2 separate regions of the Zea mays genome follow, and region 1 is linked to region 2. The links are chromatin contacts, called in public Hi-C maps. All regions are on one chromosome and are shown on one strand. The core of a region is the stretch at or near the end of the contact, and the rest is flanking DNA. Distances in the headings are between cores, read along the strand shown. Region 1 overlaps LOC103643177 (ribonuclease E/G-like protein, chloroplastic). Region 2 holds the start of LOC100384057 (PGP1).

The links. A called contact is a pair of places that touch in the nucleus more often than the background predicts.
Region 1: a contact with region 2 is called in a Hi-C map of leaf, with 4 times the contacts expected there. The contact joins the enhancer-like site here to the promoter of LOC100384057 in region 2. A contact is called at or near these places in 12 of 25 Hi-C or Micro-C datasets (bundle sheath, ear, endosperm and 5 more) and 2 of 3 datasets of contacts at active chromatin or transcription factors (leaf and seedling).

Annotation. Positions count from the first base shown.
Region 1 is chr1:206,783,513-206,786,673 of Zm-B73-REFERENCE-NAM-5.0, reverse strand. LOC103643177 (ribonuclease E/G-like protein, chloroplastic) reads left to right here. Exons shown (of 14, transcript XM_020546661.3): 13 at 343-498; 14 at 573-1,084. The coding sequence ends at 740. Among protein-coding and RNA genes, the nearest start is that of LOC103643177, 40 kb to the left of the region's middle. Within about 2 kb of position 1,398, at least 10 of the 20 cell types and tissues checked have an H3K27ac peak or open chromatin away from gene starts, as enhancers often do. A contact at or near this core is called in ear, leaf and seedling, where this site is marked.
Region 2 is chr1:206,632,702-206,635,710 of Zm-B73-REFERENCE-NAM-5.0, reverse strand. LOC100384057 (PGP1) reads left to right here and starts at 1,687. Exons shown (of 5, transcript NM_001362241.1): 1 at 1,687-2,366; 2 at 2,510-3,009. The coding sequence starts at 1,763.

The sequences.
Region 1 (3,161 bases), core at 149-2,648, 150 kb before region 2:
TTAGTTCAAAATAAGTTAGCTTAAGCTTTTGGGTTGAATTGGTTCCAATTTAACATGATATCGGAGTCAGAGGTCTCGAGTTAGAATCCTGACAGAGGCTTTATTTGTGCATGCACTCATTTATTTCCACATTTGCGCTTTTCTCTCCATCAGCTTAAGCTTTTAGGTTGAATTGGTTAGTACGTCCACTGTAACAATTAATACCAAATTTAGGAGGAATTATGTGATGCATAACCACACCTCCAGTCCTAATTAGTTGAGCTAGGCTCGCTTCAAGTTATAGTTACTAATAATAAGTGAGCCAGAATTGGATGTTTCTGTTAATCTTGTTCATTCAACCAGGCTGCCTCTCGACGAAAATCAGACCCTGAGAAACCAAAATCATGGCCAAGGTTTCTGCTTAGAGTGGATCATGAGATGTGCACGTATTTGACGTCCGGAAAGAAGACAAAACTAGGACTCCTGAGTAGCTCCCTTAAAGTGTGGATTTTGTTGAAGGTACAATCTTCTGCTGGTCCCTCGTATTTGTTCTTAGCAGGGTTCACTAACATCTTTAAATGCATTACATTCAGATTGCCAGAGGTTTCTCCCGTGGCGCTTTTGAACTGCTACCGTACTCGGAGAAGGAAAACTACTCTATGGAGAAAGAAACATCAGAGTTGCCCCAAAAAGAGTCCAGGCCCAAGCTATCTGTCTTTCCTATCAAGAAGTGGATGAGCCGGGCCAAGCGTGCTAAGTGATTCTCTTTTATTAGCATGGGGCCTTCCTTTGTATTCACAACTTAGAATGAGTAAAGATTCAGGAAGAGGATCATTCTTTTCGTTCATGAAATCTCAGCGTCGGATATCTAGAGATCTCTCGACCAGCTTTTGTTTACATTTTTTTAGGAATTCAGACAATTCCATGTTTAGTTTAATCCAGAAAATTTTCAGCAAAAATGTGACGATATATATAACTGTGCAAATCTAGTACCCTTAATAGTAGTAGATCTCTTAAATGGTTCTTAGTGTTACCATAAGATACATAATATATTTATCATGAGAAGACTACGATTACTCTTTTAAGTTACTACATTGTTATGCTCCTTAGGATTTGCTTATGAGGTTCCTCGTGATTTTGTTCATTAGGCTCCTCACTATGTTCTATCATATTAAAAGCCTCGTGTGGTATTATAGATTCACGACTATAATTGTATTTTTATAGAAACTTTACTTAAAAATATAGCATCTTTATATTATATAACAGTAACAGAATGTGTTTCCATTGTCCGATTTCTTGAATCGGGGCACCAGTTTTTTTTCACTTGCGCGTGATAATTAAAACTGCCTGTAGAAGTTTATGCACAAGGTAGACATAGTCATTTTATACTAGTGTTATCGGGGCCATGGTAGGCTAAAAATTAAGGCCCAGTCTAACATTTTCTTTGAACCGTGCTAGCTTAGTCCATAGAATTTTGTGTTGTGCTGTGTTTTAGGCTCCTGATTTCAGATCATGCCCATGATGGCCTAGAAATTATGGCCCATATTCCCAAAGCACTAGGCCAGCCACCCTATTTTTAGGCTTTGATTCGACCATATCTAGGTGAAAAAAGTTGGACTATTGTACTAATTAAACAGACGGACAGACTGTTTCTTATCTAAAACTCACGTGTATGACCAAGTTTACCTCACGCGTATATGGCGATTACGATGGTTCCCTAATCTAGCCATAGTCTGGAGTATCCGTCAAAGAGCTATGAGCTATGATCCTCTCTCCCTTGGAGGAGCTATGAGCTCGTCATCCTCTCTCCCTTGAAATAAACCCGGCCGTCTTCGGCTTTGATCCATTATCAAATACTTTTTAGTTTTTGTTTGTCGCAAAGGTATTATTGTTCTTGATAATACTACTCTGTAGCACTTGATTTTAACGATAAAATCAAATACACGGCAAATATGAGATCAAGAAGTCAAATCACACGTATGGCCACATGTAAGGGTGATACCAAAAGACGTTGCTTAATTACTTAACATATATAGTACAAGAGACATAGCTTAATGATGATGATAGAGGGACTTCATGCTATGGACAAATGCAAAAAGGTAGCATGGTTGGCTATACTTATGGATAACCATTGTTCATCATTTAAGGAGATGGAATTGAATACTCAAGACAAAGACAAAAGATAGGTTTTTGGTTTTGTCGGTCAAAAGGTGTTTAGAGAAAAATATTGACCAGATTAGTAGGCTAGATAGTCATACTACCAAGAGAGGTCAATAATGTCTTCTTGATGAGATTCTTAGTGCCTCGTAAAACATATAGTTGATGCATATGCATGAGGGCTAACAACGCTTTGGTTTGTAAAAGAAAAACTTATTCAAAAGCGTTTTTTGAATGTGGGCTGAATTAAGGTATCGCAGACCGTTCGGGCCAGCACGGAGGACCGTCTGTAGGTCTAACTTGAGGTGATGGACAGAAACTTGGAGTTTCTATGTTTCGCGAAGTTTTGTACTGTGGACCGTCTGGTCCCAGGTGGCACATTGTCCGATGTTGAAGGACTAGTATTTGGACAGAACTCGGGAAGTTCTGTTTTGGTTTTCATTTTTGAACTACGGACCGTCCGGGGCCTAAGTGCGGACCGTCCTCAGTACAAATATTTTGTATTGTGGACCGTCTGGGGTCCAAGTGCGAACCGTTCACAGTACAAATTTGATCATACGCGCAGAGTCAGCAGAACTTCGGTTTGGCTCGATTTTGGTATCGCGAACCGTCTAGGGTCATGGGGCAGACCGTCTGCAAGTCTTTTTTGAATGCTCTAACATTTTTATAGTCGTTTATAGCCATTGGGGTTTTTGTGCGGACGGTCAGGGCTTGAATTGCAGACCATCCGTGAGTGCGCAGAAAAGGGGCATTTGGCCCATAACGGCTAGTTTTGGAGAGGTGGCTATATATACTTGTGTTGCTCGGTTTGAAAAGGTTAAGGAGGCCATTTGGAACACTTGTGAGCATATTGGAGCCTTTCCTCTCGCTCTCTCACTCATATGGGTTGGGATTGCATTCTAATGAGATTGAGCGCCATCTAGTGTATTGCATCAAGTTGTTGATCTTTGAGGCACTAGAGAGATAATTAATCAAGGCTTGTTGGCTTGTTACTCTTGAAGGTTGCCACCTCCTAGACGGCTTCG
Region 2 (3,009 bases), core at 438-2,937:
AGATATACGATTTACTCTAAAATTCGTACTAATTTACAATGTTTTGGTTCACGTTTTACGCTAAAATCCATTCGAGCCAGAACCCGCGCTCAATCGGCCGCACACGATTTTCAAGCCGTAATTTCTGGGTCCATTTGCTGTTACGAAACAGATATACGACTTACGCTAAATTTCGTAATCATTTATGTTGTTTTAGCTCACGTTTTACACTAAAATTCATTCGAACCAGAACCCGCGTACGATCAGCCGCACGCGATTTTTACGCCGTAATTTCAGGCCTCATTTGCTGTTACGAAACAGATATACGATTTACGCTAAATTTCGTAATCATTTATGATGTTTTAGCTCACGTTTTACGCTAAAATCCATTCGAGCCAGAACCCGCGTACGATCGGACGCACGCGATTTACACGCCGTAATTTCGGGGCCCATTTGCTGTTACGAAACAGATATACGATTTACGCTAAATTTCGTACTCATTTATGTTGTTTTAGCTCACGTTTTACGCTAGAATTCGCCCGAGCCAGAACTAGCACACGATCGGACGCGCATGGACCTGGCTGGGGTTTCCTGTACTAATGGAAGCCCTGGACTTTCATTAACTCCTCTCTCTCTCTCTCTCTCTCTCTCTCTATATATATATATATATATATATATATATATATATATATATATATATATATATATATATATATATATATATATATATATATATATATATATATATATATATATATATATATATGTGTGTGGTGCCTTTCTTTCAAAACATATTATGCAACGCGTACCGTATCTCAACAAACACCTTCAATAAGTTGAGTCGGGGTAGATCTCAAGGCTACATAAAATAGTTTTTTTTCTAGAATGGATGCATTTGTTTTAAGAGAAAAATGATGCACTTGGAATGCATCAAGCAAAGGGATGTAAGAATGTTGGAAAAACACATGAACCCGTATCGCGAGATGCTTATTTATCCATTCTTTATCACAGTGGATGCATATGCAACAAAACCAAAACAGATGGTTAGCGAGTGACAGTATATAGAGATCTAAAGTTGTCCGACACTTCATCGGTAAAAAAAGCAGCATAACCGAGTGAATGGAAGAAAAACGAATTTCTCATATACACAGCAGGTTTTCTTAAAAAACGTTATATCGGTATTATATTAAGAAGAGACCAAAATATGGTCCTGTCGAGAAAATTTCTAAACATTAGTTCTCATCACCAGTGAGCCGTCACCATCTAGTTTGCAACGGTCCAGTTAGAGTGCACTCAGGACTCGCAGCGAGAGAATTTTTTTAATCAAGCCTAAAATTCACTTTCGGACAAATCGAACTACTCATAAATATTAACCATGAGACCTTTTCGCCGCAGCAGGTTTTCTATCGGCCGTTAGATTTTAGTGACGATGAAAATGATAGAACGCAACGTGCCGCATGCATCCATTCCCATTCGTTTTCCACAGTACATGTAGGAGTACTGTGCAAGTAGGGTCCGTACATTCAGTCTCTCTCACTAGTTGGACTCTTCTACTGCTACAAAGACATGAGCTGCCGGGAATGGGAACCGGAGGAGCGAGCGAGCCTGACGGTCTCACACACACAGTCACACTCCCAAGCCAATTATTATAAGAGGCGAGATGAGCAACTCCAGCTCTTAACCAATCCACTCCTCCTCCCTCTCCACCTCCTCTGCTTTGCTCTGCCACTCTGCTGAGGTGGGGGGCAGAGGAGCTCCCCCTCCCTCCTCTCCCCTCCTCGCCATGTCTAGCAGCGACCCGGAGGAGATCAGGGCGCGCGTCGTCGTTCTCGGTTCGCCCCATGCCGACGGCGGCGACGAGTGGGCCCGGCCCGAGCTCGAGGCCTTCCATCTGCCGTCTCCCGCCCACCAGCCTCCTGGCTTCCTAGCCGGGCAACCGGAAGCAGCAGAGCAACCCACGCTCCCTGCTCCTGCTGGCCGCAGCAGCAGCAGCAGCAACACGCCTACTACATCTGCCGGTGGCGGCGCTGCTCCTCCTCCTCCTTCTTCGCCTCCCCCTCCGCCGGCTTCTCTGGAGACCGAGCAGCCGCCCAATGCCAGGCCAGCCTCCGCCGGCGCCAATGACAGCAAGAAGCCCACCCCGCCCGCCGCCCTGCGCGACCTCTTCCGCTTCGCCGACGGCCTCGACTGCGCGCTCATGCTCATCGGCACCCTCGGCGCGCTCGTCCACGGCTGCTCGCTCCCCGTCTTCCTCCGCTTCTTCGCCGACCTCGTCGACTCCTTCGGCTCCCACGCCGACGACCCGGACACCATGGTCCGCCTCGTCGTCAAGTACGCCTTCTACTTCCTCGTCGTCGGAGCGGCAATCTGGGCATCCTCGTGGGCAGGTACGCTATCCCTCCTCCTCCTGCCGCCCCAGCTTGTGTGCGTCGCGAATTGGCGGTCAATTTGGATTGGATGACAAATCACGTCGGTCAGCCAATCGCCGTGGCTACAAACGAGATGTTCAAATCGTTCGCCCCGCTCGCAGAGATCTCTTGCTGGATGTGGACCGGCGAGCGGCAGTCGACGCGGATGCGGATCCGGTACCTGGACGCGGCGCTGCGGCAGGACGTGTCCTTCTTCGACACCGACGTGCGGGCCTCGGACGTGATCTACGCCATCAACGCGGACGCCGTGGTGGTGCAGGACGCCATCAGCGAGAAGCTGGGCAACCTCATCCACTACATGGCCACCTTCGTGGCCGGCTTCGTCGTGGGGTTCACGGCCGCGTGGCAGCTGGCGCTGGTCACGCTGGCCGTGGTGCCGCTCATCGCCGTCATCGGCGGGCTGAGCGCCGCCGCGCTCGCCAAGCTCTCGTCCCGCAGCCAGGACGCGCTCTCGGGCGCCAGCGGCATCGCGGAGCAGGCGCTCGCGCAGATACGGATCGTGCAGGCGTTCGTTGGCGAGGAGCGCGAGATGCGGGCCTACTCGGCGGCGCTGGCCGTGGCGCAGAGGATCGGCTACCGCAGCGGCTTCGCCAAGGGGCTC